3 separate regions of the Sus scrofa genome follow, and regions 1 and 2 are each linked to region 3. Evidence: chromatin contacts called from public HiChIP or PLAC-seq data. All regions are on one chromosome and are shown on one strand. Each heading gives the region's core, a stretch centred on a gene start, on an enhancer-like site or on the middle of the called end of the contact. The rest is flanking DNA. Distances are from core to core; before and after follow the strand shown.

Region 1 (5,017 bases), core at 2,100-4,599, 390 kb after region 3:
AGAGAGTCTTGGCTTTTCCTCCAGCCCCATCCCTCCACCATATGTCTCCAATAATTCCATGCTCATTTCCCCCCATCAGTATAAAAAGGGACTCAAGGAATACGTGTGACATTTTGCTTCCAAAGCTCAGTTTCTCTTAAACCACTGTTTCTCGCGTGTCAATAATAATTCTTCCTCTTGGTAAATTTTCAACAGAAGCACCATGAAAGCTGCTATGCTACGCACCTAAGCAAAGCAGGTTTCCCATGCCTGCACCTGCCCAGTGGTTCCACACGCTGGGGACGTGCACTAGCCATCCCCAACCATCACACCACATCTATATCCACATACACATCAGGCAGCTGTGCGCCAAGATTTAATCAGAGAGTGACCCTGCCTATCTGAGCCACAGTGCCACCAAGTGACCTCATTTGCTGTTCATTAGGTACTTCCCTGGTGCCAGGTCCTGGGGTAGGTCTTGGGGACACAGCAGTGGACAAAATGTTACCACCAACACCTGCTCTCAGGAACTGGCAATATCCCTGCCAATCTTCTGGTACCAGCCTCTGTGATACAAACTCCAGCTTCCCTAGCTTTTAATCACTATCTCCATCTTAGAACCTAAGGGGCTTCCTAATTCAGGTTACAAAACCTAATTTAGTGTGCAAACAGCTAGAACCTCCCTGAGAAGGGAATATAAATATAATGTGTCATAAGTCCTAAAATGGGCTCCTCTATCATAGAGCCTCAAATTAAAAAAAAAAATGACTCTAGGGAGCTCCCTGGTGGTCTAGTGGTTATGATGTGGTGCTTTTACTGCTGCAGCCTAGGTTCAATCCTCATCTGGGAACTGAGATCCCATATCAAGCCACTGCACACTGTGCCCCACCCCCAAAAAAATGAAAAAAAGAAAATAACTTTTAAGAGCAAAAAAAAAAGGGGGGGGACTCAATAGCAATCATTTGATAAAAGAGAAGAAACTCAATCTGCAATTTTTTTTTTTTTTTTGTCTTTTGTCTTTTTGTCTTTTGTTGTTGTTGTTGTTGCTATTTCTTGGGCCGCTCCCGCGGCATATGGAGGTTCCCAGGCTAGGGGTTGAATCGGAGCTGTAGCCACCGGCCTACGCCAGAGCCACAGCAACGCAGGATCCGAGCCGCGTCTGCAACCTACACCACAGCTCACGGCAACGCCGGATCGTTAACCCACTGAGCAAGGGCAGGGACCAAACCCGCAACCTCATGGTTCCTAGTCAGATTCGTTAACCACTGCGCCACGACGGGAACTCCCTGCAATTTTGATCACTGTTATTTTGGGGCAAGAGGATGTTGAAGAGGAAGACTCACAAAGGGTCTGACATTTTCACAAGCAGTCTGTTGGGTATTCAGGTAAATGGATGCTGTGCCTGGGAGAGCCAGCGGCTGGACTTGAGAAAAGAGTTGAAATCTGCCCATGGGCCATCTGCACATACGGCCACAGCCTTCCCTATCTGAGCTGCAAGAGAAGGGCGATTAGAAATTGGATGAAAAGCACAAAGCAGTGGGAGGAAAAAGTCCACCCTGCCCATCCACAAGAGATGGCTGTGGCTCCATGTTAGCAAAAGAGAGGACACGAGTTCTAAGATTCAGAGGGGCTTGCAGCAGCCCCCTTCACACTGTCAGACCCGAGCCATTTATTCCCAGTGTCAGGAGCTAAGTTGCTTCTCATCTACAAAACGAGAATAAAAAAACTGCTAAGGCTGCCATGAGCAATAAGATGAAATTCTTGTGACGATCTCTTCAAATTGCAAGGGCCATGTGAGTGCTTCATGATAGAGATAATAATTTCACCCCCACCATAATCATGAAGGTAGCCTTGCTTTGGGGGAGGGAGAGAGAAGAGCGGGTGCCAGGTGAAACGCCACTCTGGCGCTGGCACTGGCTCGCTAGCACGAGCGGCGATGCTTAGGTTATTTCTAGAGCTACCTAGTACTCCCCGTTCCAGGAAAGTCGGTGGAACTCGTGGCTTGGCTTGGGGCCGGGGTGCTATATTCAGTTCAGCTCCCACCCCCTCCCCCGCACTCGCTCTGAGCAGAGGCCCTGCCCGGGGCTTTACCTTGCTGCTTTTGCATGGTGGTGAAATCTTCAAAGGTGAGCGTGCGCACCGGGGGTCTCCAGAAGGCATACGTCTCCATGATGGCTTCCAGTCCGGTTCTACAGAAGGAAAAGCCAGCAAAGGAAGTTGTAAATAACCCCAAGAAACACGCCGACTTTTCAAAAAAATTCCTGAGATGGTCTGTCTGAAGTGGTATATGCATAGGCACTGAGACAAATCACCACCAAGGAGAAATAGTCTGGAAGAACACAGGGTACAGGGAGGCCGGAGAAAGGAGAAATTAACCCAATTCAGATTACTTGCAAGCAAGTCATAGCTATGGCGGCATTGCACACTGCCCTTTCTTCAAAGAAGGTGTGGCCTGCATGAAAAAAACATGCACATGTTACGTGTTAAAGGTCAAGGTCGCAGCTGATAGGAATAGAGTGGAGAAGAGAGTAGCACTGATGGTTTCTCTAGCACAGGGCAATGTCATCAGCATTACCACGGGGCCTTGACACAGCCTGTCCCAGAGTCAACTCCACCACCGGGTATGTGGCATCAGTGAAACTGTCACATTGCTGTGCCTTTAAAGGCTTCTTAAATAAGGGGAGACAGGCAGGGCAATAGAGACAGAGGGAGAGGTAAGCAATCAAATACACTGGAGTTTCTGCTGCAACGAGAAATACCTACCTGGAGGCACACAGACCGTTTGGTCCCAGAAGATAGACCTCAAACAAAAAGACTAATACATTTCCGCGAATATTTGTCTGTATCTTACAGTCGAGCTGGTCTTTGAGAGTCATATAATTGGGACTCAAGGAAACATCCAATATTGTACAAGAGCATTACTCTAAGACGTCTGTTTCACTGATTCTGGAAATTCTAGTAATAGAACTATGTGCACACTGCCCAATTTATCCTTCAATAAATTCTCTCTATCATACACACGCACAATGTGCTGATGGACATTGTTTTAACATAATTATCCAGGTAATCTGGATTATCTTAGACACGTTCTTGCTGATATTCCATATCCTCAGAACAGATCACTGATGGGTGCTTTGTTTAAAACTCTGAACACAGCTTCTGATTACTGACTTTTCTTTCAAACTAAGGGCTTCACTTCCAGCTGAGTGGAGGACGGGAAGCTCGGGGACTCTGAGGAAGGCAGGAGAAGGAGGGTAGGGAAGAGCAGGTGGCAGACATCCTTCTACAGCAGTCACCGGAAGGTAACATGGTGTCCTTGCCTGGAAAAGACACGCCTTCCCTCTTGAGATGGAGCTTGGGCTGCTTGTGCTACTAGGTAAGATGTCCCCAACGTTCTTGTCAGTGTGGCACAGCGAGAAGAAAGTGCGAGGCTCTATTTCAAGTGAGAACAAATATCCTTTCCTTATAAATGACTGTAAGATCCCTTGAGGTTCTTCCCTGATGAGCTGCTGATACACTGATTGGCTCTTTGTGTTGGAAATTTTCCTCTCTGAACCAGCCTTACTTGCACAATTAACTTTCTAAAGTCTTCCCTGGAATCTTGGAGGCTTTAAATACACCAATGCTGGCAAATCTAACTCTGTATTTTTAGAAGAGGTGGAGAGGAGAGGGTGTCGCATGGTGTTTATTAGCTGTTAATCTGTTAAAAGTAGGAATAGAAGACATCTCCACATAGTCACCCTGCATTAATGCTGCATACAGTACATGAAACTATTTGTGAAGAGAAAGAGTCCAGGCCATTAGGGAGTTCAGAATAAAAAGGGGATAGGCAGATAAAGCCAGGCAGAGCCTTGATGAATATAAAAAAATAGACAGGCCAGGCTTAGATCTTACTGCCTTGTTTTGGAATGTTGGGGGCTCACCAGAACATCTTAGGATTCCCTTTAATGGCCCGAGAGGCTCACTGCACAGAGCAAGGTCTCTATTGTTCCACTTCCTATTCCATTCTTCCTGGGAACGTGTACCAATGATGGGGACAAAATATTAACTCAAGGTCAAAGAACAGTCCCTTCTCATTTCATAAAGTGATAGACTGTGACATAGCATAAATATACTGGTAGACTGCCAATGTCACATTTACGAAAGGAATAGAAAATGAACTTTGATTTTATTTCCATAACGGGCAAAAAGACGATGGCAAAGATAGCAACAATTTTATTTAAGTAGTCAACTATATATAATGATAGTGACCACCTATCCATGTATCCACATCCGAAATCCAACTGAAATACTCAGTGTAGAATCAATTATAGATTCAAAAGCTGGAAAGGATGTTGGGTGTCATCTACTTTTACTTCCTATGATGCCGTCTTGGATAGAAGGTTATCCAGCCTCTGCTTGAGCATTTCCCAAGGAAAATATGTAGTTTTGGGACAGATCTGTTAGAAAGTTGTTTCTAGATGCTCTGAGAAGGAAATCACCTTTGTGTGGGGCCTGCCCACACAGCATAACCTCAGCCCAATCATGAAAAGACATCTGATGAACGCACATTAAGGAACATTCAACAAAGTCACCCTGCCAAAGTATCAAAGCTACGGAAGGTGAGGAACTGTTCCACCCACAGGAGGAGGAGAAGGAGGAAGGGAAGAAGGAGAAATGACCTTTGGTTACAGAGAGGGACTCTGGGACAGTATGAAAACAATAGTGGAAAACCCAGTAGAAAATCAGAAAAAGTGTTTAGCTAAGAGTCCCGCACCAGTGGTGATTCTCTGGTTCTGACACCTGCACAATGGCTATGAAAGATGGTAAACCTGAGAAGTCAAGTGAGGAGATATGGAAACTCTCTGTATCATTTCTGGAAATTTTCTGTAAATGCAACATGCGTTCAAAATAAAGAGAGATGGGGCCCTACTGTACAGCCCAGGGAACGGCGTGTGATTGGGTCACTTTGTTGTACACCAGAAATTGAAGAAACACTGTAAATCAACTATAATTAAAAAAGGAAAAAACAAAACACGGAGATTTTTTTTTAATGGGG
Region 2 (5,064 bases), core at 2,297-4,796, 370 kb after region 3:
CAGAAAGAAAAAGACAAATACCATATGATATCACTTATATATGGAGTCTAAAAAATGATTCAAATGAACTTATTCATAAAATAGAAACAGACTCACAGACATAGAAAACAAACTTATGGTTACCAAAGAGGAAAGGAAGGGGAGGGATAAATTAGGAGTTTGGGATTAGGCAGATAAAAACTATTACATATAAAATAGATAAACAAGATCCACTGTGTAGCACAGGGAATCATATTCAATATCTTGTAATAAACTATAATATACATAAACACACACACACATATATATGAATCGTTTTGCTGTATACCAGAAACGAACACAATATTGTAAATCAACTATATTTCAATTTAAAAAGAAAAAGGAAAAAAGCAAAAAGAGGCTATTCCTTCAACACTATAAGCTTTCTAGGGCAGGGAACATGACATATCTATAGCATTCTCAGCATTTCACCCAATAAATAGAAAGAGAAACAAAAAATCTTGCTGTAATTAACTAACATTAATAAATAGTTCAGGCTCTGAATGGGACTGCTTCAGTGGGCCCTTGGACAAGATGCTTAGCTTCTGTTTTTTTCTCTTACCTATTATGTGGGCATAAAAATAATAGTATCTATTTTGTAAGACTGCTATTGAGAATTAACTAAGATGGTGTCTATATAGCACTTAGCCAGCATGTAATAAGCACTTGATAAGTGTATCTTGTTTTATAGTTATTACCATTTAGAGAAAAGCTTATTCTGCTTTTCATAAATCCTCAAGGTGTTTTAGGAGAATGGGAAGGAACTCCTACTAAAAGCTCGATCTTCCTGGCAAACTGAACTCTAGCAGATTAAAGTCAACTGCTCCAGGTTGTTATGTAAAGCATTTGAGAGACTGGGACCAGACTTTAGCCTGACCCTTTATCCGCTGGGTTTTTAGGAAAAGCAGAGCTTAGAAAATAAGTCCATATTGGCTCAAGGGCTTGCACAGAGATTCCTAATTCATGCCTAACAAATCTGTTGCCTTTTCTTCCTAGGTACTCAACAAGATGCTATGTCCCAGCTGCTCCTGCAGTTAGGGGAGGTTGGAGTTCTAATCAAAAAATGGAGAGGGGAGTTCCCATCATGGCTCAGTGGTTAACGAATCCGACTAGGAACCACGAGGTTGCTGGTTCAATCCCTTGCCTTGCTCAGTGGGTTAAGGATCCGGCGTTGCCATGAGCTGTGGTGTAGGTTGTTGCAGACAGGGCTCGGATCCCGCGTTGCTATGGCTCTGGCATAGGCCGGCGACTACAGCTCCGATTGGACCCCTAGCCTGGGAACCTCCATATGCCGCAAGAGCGGCCCAAGAAGATGGTAAAAAGACAAAAAAAAAATAATAATAATAATAATGGAGAGGGAGAGTCCGTCATGGCGCAGCAGAAACAAATCCAACTAGTAACCATTACGTTGAGGGTTTGATCCCTGGCCTCCCTCAGTGGGTTAAGGATATGGAGTTGCCATGAGCTGTGGTGTTGGTCACATTTGCCACTAGGATCTTGTGTGGCTGTGGCATTGGCCAGCAGCTATAGCTCCAATTAGACCCCTAGCCTGGGAACCTCCAAATGCTTCAGGAGCGGCCCTAAAAAGAAAAAAAAAAAATGGGGAGGAAGTTATACAGCCAATCCAAGCCTGACTTACAAACATTTCCCATATTCCAGTTTCCACTCTTTCTCCATCTGCTGCCTGAATGGAGAGGTACCACTGCTGGGTGCTGAAGAGAGTGGGTTCTGGAAAGAGCTTGGTTCTCAATGTCATTGCTCAAAGAAGAGCTACCCAACCAGGAGGCCCATGTCAGATTGTGAGATGAGTGAGAAATAAACATTCATTTGTTACTACATGGGGCTTTATCTGTTATATCATCTAGAGACAGCCCAGGAAGGGCTGTAGCAGCCCATGGTTGGGTGAAGCATGTGCAGTAAAGATGGGGAGAACTCTGAGATTCCTTTTCTTGGAGTCCAGGAGCTTCTCTTAGAATGAGAATTGCAGAAGGGTGGACTTGGCTATCCCTTGGCTGTCCCCTTGGTCCGTTTCAGCTTTACTGAGTAAAAGAATGAACAAGGATTCCAAATCTCTGGTTTCCTGTGCCTCTATAGGGCCTGCAGTAAAGTTTAATAAAAGCAAAAAGTATGAGTAGGAAGCATGTGAATTAGGAAATGCTGTTAGGAGGACCCACAAAAGATGAGTGAGCACTTATGGGGCAGAAAATTTTCCCTTCTGAATTTCTAGGTTATTTGGCTGATTGAATAATTCAATTGACGTAAGTGAGATTAACAGAATAAAAACACTTTGTGTGTGTGTGTCTTTTTGCCTTTTCTAGGGCCGAATGCACGGCATATGGAGGTTCCCAGACTAGTGATCAAATCGGAGATGAAGCTGCTAGCCCACGCCAGAGCCACAACCACTCGGGATCCGAGCCGCGTCTGCAACCTACACCACAGCTCACGGCAATGCCAGATCCTTAACCCAGTGAGCAAGGCCAGGGATCGAACCGGCAACCTCATGGTTCCTAGTCATATTCATTAACCACTGCGCCACACGGGAACTCCTAAAAACACTTTTAATTCCATATATGCAGAAGCCCTCAAAGATAGGAAACTAAAGAGCAAGTGGGGCAATGGAGGCTTATCTGCCTTTCTGAGCTCAGGAAGGTCCTAGGAGCCTGGGGCTTGGAAACAGGGAGGAGGGCCATTCTTGGGAAGGTAACAGCAGCTGATGTTTGGTTGTTAGAAGTTTGCCCTCCCACGCAAGTAAGTCTTTCAGATAAAAAAAAAGGTGTCTCTGGTAATAGCGTCTTTTCTGGTACAGGCTCCCTATCTAAATTCGTTTAGGTAATTAAGGGAGAGGTCAACGTTTCTCCCCAATCTGCTGGGTCTTGATTGCCTTCAGCTCAAAAGAATCCACAGGCCAAAGTGGTATATTTGGGGCGGCATATTCTGCTCCCCTTGACAGTGCAATGATGATGAATGTTTTCTCAGCCTTAAGCAGCAAGTCTCCCCTTTCACCATCCCACGTGGCGCTGCGTGCCTGGCTGGAGAAAGCAAAGGCTCTGGGCCGACACAAGGAGCATGGCAGCTGGGGAGCTGGCTGGGGGAGAAGGTTAGGGGGACGTGTTGGGGGGACGTAACTTGACTCCTCTAGCACCACCCAGTCCCCACTGGTCCTTTCCAGAGGGAAGGTTCCCACTGAGACACTGAGGGAATCCTGAATTGCCCAACCCCGCAGGCTGCAAGCCCAGCTTCAAGAAATAGCCTGGAATTAGCAACAGGGACATCAGTGCGTCAATGGATGGGGAAAGCTTACAGGTCTGAAGCAGAGTCCTGGAGCAACACACCACTTTGTGCAGCAGAAGGGGAGCAGGTCATGGCAGCAGGCTTCACTCCGAACGAAGGGAGGGTTTATCAGTTATAAGGGCAATTGACCTCAGGTGGGCTCATTGGTCACCAAGGAAACCAGCTGAGGGGCAAGTCCCTCACCACCCCTTTGATGAGCAAAGTGAAGAGTTCTGACCTAAAGCTAGAACAATCATCAGCTGGGGCCTGGGGCCAGTATGTAGGAAGATCGGTTATGTAGAGTAATTGTAGGTGAGGCAGGCACTGGTCCGGAGGGGGTGTCCGGAAAGCAAGAGGACAGCCATCTTCAGTGGCCTGGCCCCACACGGGACATCTCACAGAAGAAAAGGGAATCCAGAAGTTCCCAGGTGGTGCGGTGGATTAAGCATCCAGCATTGTCACCCCTGAGGCTTGGAGCTCTCTGCTGTGGTTTGGGTTTGATCCCACCCCCCAGAACTTTTGCAGGTCATGGGTATGATTTTAAAAAGTAGGGGGAGAAAAATAAAAAAACACTATTAAAAAAACCTACACTTAATTGCTAAGGCAATTTACACAGTTTTATAAATGAAGGATATCTGAATCAAAAAACAAAACAAAAGTAGGGGGAGAACACTGCAAACCAGCTATTAAGAAAAAGACAAAAATCATTTAAAAAAAATGTGTGTGGGGGGGTGTTTAATCTAGAGTCACGGTACTAGGAACCCCGGGGAGAATGCATGACTTAAGGTTTTTGAGATTTGACTTAGGAGAATTACGGTATCTCACTGTCTCATGCAGACAATTCTTGTCTTCACTGTGCTGCTTCCCAACCACACTGGGACACCGTCCTTCCTCCTCAGTGCCTACAGTTTCCATGAATTCTTCAAAGGACCATTCACGTTCAACCTACTCCGTGAACACCTCTCTTTATTATTGACCTTATAAATCTAATTTTTTGAAAAAGACGGTAGTGAAAAAGGCCTAGAATAGAGCCCTTTGTTGCATGTAAGCTCTGTTAATTTTGTGCACATTACTAAGCCTGTATGAGTTTCAGTTTCCCCAACTGTAAAATAGGGATTGAAATATAAATCCTGGAGGGTGCTTGTAAGGATTATAGGATAACTTTGCGCAATGTGGAACATGTAATAAAGATAATAAAAATTTGCTTTGTTCTAAAATTCTGCCACATATATGGTCTTTACCACCAATTTAATGCTTTTATTGTTCTGTTTCATGTGTATATATCTTAACTCCTCAACTAGGCTGAAATACTCTTGAAGGCAGAAATTTTTTATTTTCCTCTATTACATAGAACAGTTCTGTAGGATGCTAAGCCATATTTAGTGTTTTCTTATTAACTGTTCATTATGGATCTAATTGTTATTAATAAATTGTTGTTTGATCATTCATTTTAACTTTTTAATAACATCAAAGAGAAAGAATGACTCTCATCCTCTGAGAGGATTTATTGAGACCTTGTGGAAGATAGATCCAGATTTGGGGAGGCTCTAAATGGCCCTAGTCCAGAAGACCTGCAGCAGCACTTCAGTAAGTATCAGTGCTACAAAGCCCTTGGAAAGGCAAAAATGCCCGGCCTCAGCTGATGTGACACTAGCCAAGCACATCTTCCAGGGAGGATATGGCTGCCCTTGGCATAAGTTAGAGCAAGCAAATTCTCTGATAAGGTCTGCATTTTTATTAACTCAAATGCCACCTCCTTAGAGGAGCCCTCTTAGA
Region 3 (4,737 bases), core at 415-2,914:
TCCAATTTGACTCCCAGCCTGGGAACCTCCATATGCCATGGGTACAGCCCTAAAAAAGACCAAAAAAAATGTGTGTGTGTGTGTGTGTGTGTGTGTGTGTAATATTTATTTATTTATTTGTTTATTTTAGGGGGAAATTTTCAGCCCTAATTTCTTTAAATGAATTTTCAGTCCCCTTTTCTCCTTCTGAGATCTCTATGTAGATAGGCATGCTTTATATTATCCCATAGATCTCATATTGCTTTCATTTTTTTTTCATTCAGCTTTCTGTATGCTGTACTGATTGAGTAATTTCCATTATCCTATCTTCCAAGTCACTTATTCATTCTTCTGCATTATTCATTCTGCTATTCATTACCTTTAGCTGAGCTTTCATCTTGGAAAATGAATTTTCTAATTTTTCTTGTTCCTCCTTATAGTTTCTAGTTTCTTTTTATAATAATCTGCCTTACCATTGATAATCATTCTTAACTCCTTAAGTATTTTCATTATCTCCTTTTTGAATTCTGTGTCTGTTAGACTGAAGCATACTCTATCATTGTTTGCTCCTTCAGTGGAATTCTCCTCTTCCTTTAACTGGGAATCATTCCTGTGCATCTTCATTTTGCGTATATTTTTCTTACTCTGTGACTTTATGGGAAACAGTTATTTACAGTAGTTCTGGAGAGCTATTTATATGTGGGCGCTTCCCTGGGTAGATTGTGTGTGGGTTAACTCTGTTTTTGGCATTAAGGGCTGCTTTTGGTTTGACAGTATGTGCTATTGATTGGAGAATTCATAGGATAGGGGTTGGAAGAGTCCTCAAAGACAGTCTTTTGAAAAGCAGCTCATGTGATACTTAAATCCTCTGTATGCTTTCTTATCCTAGGGTTTACCAGCAGAGGCTTGAGAACTTCAGTTATCAGGAAATTTCCTACATCTCCAAGCTACTTGTATCATCTTCAGCTCCATATCTTCACTTGGTCTGTGAGTTATGCATGTGAATGCATTTCATAGCCACCTATACCTGAGGCAACGGTCCTGTCTGTGATGTGTGTAGTTGGTAGCAGGTCAGGGTTCTGCCTGTGGGAATCTGGGCATCACAAGCAAGTTGTAAACAAGGCAGCCATCTCTGCCAGTGCAGAGAGCCCTTTTGTGATCTAGGTGCCCAGTGTGTGTGGATCTCTGCCTCTGAAGAGTGCCAGTGCTTATGGATTTCTCTCAGCTCTTCAGGAAAATCTCTTAACTGCACACTTGGAATATTTCTGTGTTCACCTGCAGCACTCTGTCAGCAAGCAACAAGAGCTTTAGGGCAGAAACACAGGACACCAGGTTCTTGAAACCCCTTGGAATGGCTTCCATTAACTAAAATACTTGCACTTGTTTTCAACAACAGTTCTCAGGTTAAATTTCAGCAATTTCTATTTTGGTTAGGGAGCTGTGGCAGAAATGTCTCCAGATTCTTGGTGGCTGTAATGCTTCTGTAAAGCCACCTTTCAGCATGCTCCATTTGCTGTGCTCTCAAGGACTCAGCTGTGTTCATGCCTTCACAGTATTCAGCCCCAAAAGGCAAGTAGGGAGACCTGGGAAGGGCTTTTGAGAAGAGGAAGCCCCTGGAACAGGCCACTCCAGGAATCTCCCTGCTTAAATTGACTCACTCTTTGATATGTAGAAGCAACAGCAAGGGGTGGCTTCCAAGTGCTTGTCTGTGATGATGGATGAGCTTGGCCTTGCAGCCTGGGGAACAGATAGGAGTCAGCAGAACACAGATGTTGTAAGGCAGCCAAATTAATCTTTAGTGAGAATGTACAAGTTAGGCACTCATTGAATAGCTAATAGCTGAACCTCATTGCAAAGCAAGAGCTAACCCTACAGAATGGCTGTGGCCTAAAACATTCCAGTCTTGGTTGAGGTATCAACTGTGAGGATTTCTTAAAAATATTTCAATTGTGGGGGAAATTTTTCATGACTGAGAAGAGCATGGTTTCAAATGTACACTTTCTACAGCCTTTCTGGGAAAGTTGGAACTCTGGATAGTAGCCACTTGAGCTTTATCTAATCAGACTGAATCAGGTACATGTATGTGTGATTAAGATGAAGCAAGAACCTAAACCTCTGGAAGGCCTTGGGTGAGAAGTACCCTTCTCTGCAGAAATATTTCCAGATAAATAGGCATTTCATGGGTTAAGAAACTCAACTTCCTCTCTTTTTCCATTAAGAAAAACCATGTGATAACTGGTCTAGATTAAAGTGGCTACTTGGCTGTGTAGAAATGTATGAAAAGTGTTGTTGACATCAGAGACCAAATATATCTTGGATAGCATTTATTCTCCTAAATTATAGGTGGTATCTTGATATCTGCATTTATTTCTAGGTTTATAAAGCTTTCAGGGAGTTAATTTCTGAGTTTAAGGGTGCCATGTAGAAGTCAAGAGTCTGATGAATCGAGCCCTCTTTCAGTATATTTTCTGAATAAATAAGAAAGGGTGATTGAAGGGAGAAATTATTACCATAAACAGGATCAGGAAAATGTATGTAACAATTGAGTGGCATACTGGTTGTGCATTACATCAGGACCATATAGTGAGTGGGTCTTTAGTGAACATTCGTAGACAAGCTATCCAGAGACAAGAGGCAATAATACCAAATACATGGTATTTGGAGAAAGACACACCTATTTAGAACTTCTGTGAGTCTGAGATAATTTTCTAAGAAATAAAGATAATGATACCCATCTTTTAAGACCATAGAGGGGATTCAGATCTAATTTTTAAGTACTTGAAGAATGAATACCTTTTCTTATCAGGTGTGGTGGTGGATATTAATACTAAAGGTTGTTTCTATAGTTCATTATCATGGAACAAAGTGTAGGTCTGAGGAGCTTTCTGAAAGAGCATCAGGGCTTTGCTGGTAACCTAAGCTTTTATACCATTCCCCAGAAAAAACAGGAGATGTGAATGCCATCCACCCCAGGAAATTTGGTAGAGAATTTGACCCATATCTTTTGGAGATGAGCTATCCCTATCTGATGTAGCCATTTCTTAGAATCCTAAAAATAGAGTTGAAACTAGCACTCTTTAGAAGAGAAATTTTTAAAAAAAGAATTAATAGAATTTACACATAAAAATTAATCATCTACTATAAATATACTCATGAGTTTAAGGGGAAATTTTGATCATAAATAGGAATCTCAAAAATGGAGACTAACAAAAGGAACCAAATGGAAATTTTAGAACCATAAAATACAATATCTGAAGTGAAAAATTTGCCTGATGGGTTAACACATTAGATACTACAGAAGAAAATATTAGTGAATTTGAAAACGTAGCATTAGAACTAGACAAAGTGCACAGGGAAAGAAAAGGCTGTCAAGTAGAAATAATGAACAGTGGGAAATGAAAATAAACAGACTTTAGTGATTTGTGGGAAATAATGAAAAGTTTCAATATATCTGTAATTATAGGACCAGAAGGAGAGGATAGGTGAACATAGGAAAAGAATATTTAAAAAAATTAATTATAAAATATTTTCCAAATTTGTTAAAAGTATAAATTCACAGATTTAAGATACTCAGTGGACCCCAAGTGGTATAAACAGACATACAGACAGACACACGTAATAAAATTGCTGAAAATCATTGATAAAGAGAAGATCTTTAAAACAATCAGAGAGGAAGACATGTATAACAGAAGGAAAAAAGACCTAATGTAAGTTCTCATCAAAAATGCTAGAAGCCAGAATATTCTATAATAGCATATATGAGGAAAGAGTCTGGAAAAAGAATGGCTATATGTATATGTATAACTGATTAACTTTGCTCTACACCTGAAACTAAAACATTGTAAGTCCAATAAATATACTCCAATAAAATTTTTAAAAAAGTACTGGGAAAAAGAGTCAACCCAGAATATAAATTCCAGTGAAAATATTTCTCAAAATTTGGACATAAAAAGACATTTTTGGTGAGAGAGTGGAGAGATTTCATTTCTAGGAGACCTGCACTACTAGAATTTTAATGGAAGTTTCTCAAAGTGAAGAAAAATAATGCCACATTGGAAATTCAGATCTACAGAGACTATTGAGCATGACAAATATATAGGTAAAGACAGGAGACATATTTTCCATTACTAATTTCTCAAAAGAGCACGGTCCCATGAAAGCACAAATAAAAGCAGTGTACAGTGGGATTTACAGCGTGTTTATTTTATTTTTTTATTTTTTTGTCTTTTTGCTATTTCTTTGGGCCGCTCCCGCGGCATATGGAGGTTCCCAGGCTAGGGGTCGAATCGGAGCTGTAGCCACCGCCCTATGCCAGAGCCACAGCAACGCGGGATCCGAGCCACGTCTGCGACCTACACCACAGCTCATGGCAACGCCAGATCCTTAACTCACTGAGCAAGGCCAGGGACCAAGCCCGCAACCTCATGGTTCCTAGTCGGATTTGTTAACCACTGCGCCATGACGGGAACTCCTACAGCGTGTTTAGAAGTAAAATATATAATAAGAAAAGCAAAAGTAACAAGAGAAGAATAATTATAGAATACTATTGTAAGTGTCCTACATTATGTGACACTATGAAGTGATACAATATCAACTGATAGTAAATTCTAATAGAGTCAAAACCCTAGAGAAATCACTTAAAAAATAAAATAATCACTTAAAAAATAAAACAGGTATAGTTAACAAACCAGTAGAGGAGTGGCTAAACTGAAAAATACCCAATCCTTGGGAGATTGAAAAGGAGAGAAAAAGAATAAC

The links. HiChIP or PLAC-seq counts read pairs in DNA pulled down with a chosen protein or histone mark.
Region 1: an H3K27ac HiChIP or PLAC-seq map of skeletal muscle shows a contact between it and region 3. The contact joins two enhancer-like sites. A contact is called at or near these places in 1 of 47 Hi-C or Micro-C datasets (skeletal muscle) and 1 of 2 datasets of contacts at active chromatin or transcription factors (skeletal muscle).
Region 2: an H3K27ac HiChIP or PLAC-seq map of skeletal muscle shows a contact between it and region 3, with 4 times the contacts expected there. The contact joins two enhancer-like sites. A contact is called at or near these places in 1 of 47 Hi-C or Micro-C datasets (skeletal muscle) and 1 of 2 datasets of contacts at active chromatin or transcription factors (skeletal muscle).

Annotation. Positions count from the first base shown.
Region 1 is chr4:102,016,058-102,021,074 of Sscrofa11.1, reverse strand. TBX15 (T-box transcription factor TBX15) reads right to left here. Exons shown (of 12, transcript XM_001926903.7): 10 at 2,071-2,168. Among named protein-coding and RNA genes, the nearest start is that of TBX15, 100 kb to the right of the region's middle. Within about 2 kb of position 3,349, at least 1 of the 83 cell types and tissues checked has an H3K27ac peak or open chromatin away from gene starts, as enhancers often do. A contact at or near this core is called in skeletal muscle, where this site is marked.
Region 2 is chr4:102,035,578-102,040,641 of Sscrofa11.1, reverse strand. No RefSeq gene overlaps it. Among named protein-coding and RNA genes, the nearest start is that of TBX15, 120 kb to the right of the region's middle. Within about 2 kb of position 3,546, at least 1 of the 83 cell types and tissues checked has an H3K27ac peak or open chromatin away from gene starts, as enhancers often do. A contact at or near this core is called in skeletal muscle, where this site is marked.
Region 3 is chr4:102,407,933-102,412,669 of Sscrofa11.1, reverse strand. No RefSeq gene overlaps it. Among named protein-coding and RNA genes, the nearest start is that of SPAG17, 190 kb to the left of the region's middle. Within about 2 kb of position 1,664, at least 4 of the 83 cell types and tissues checked have an H3K27ac peak or open chromatin away from gene starts, as enhancers often do. A contact at or near this core is called in skeletal muscle, where this site is marked.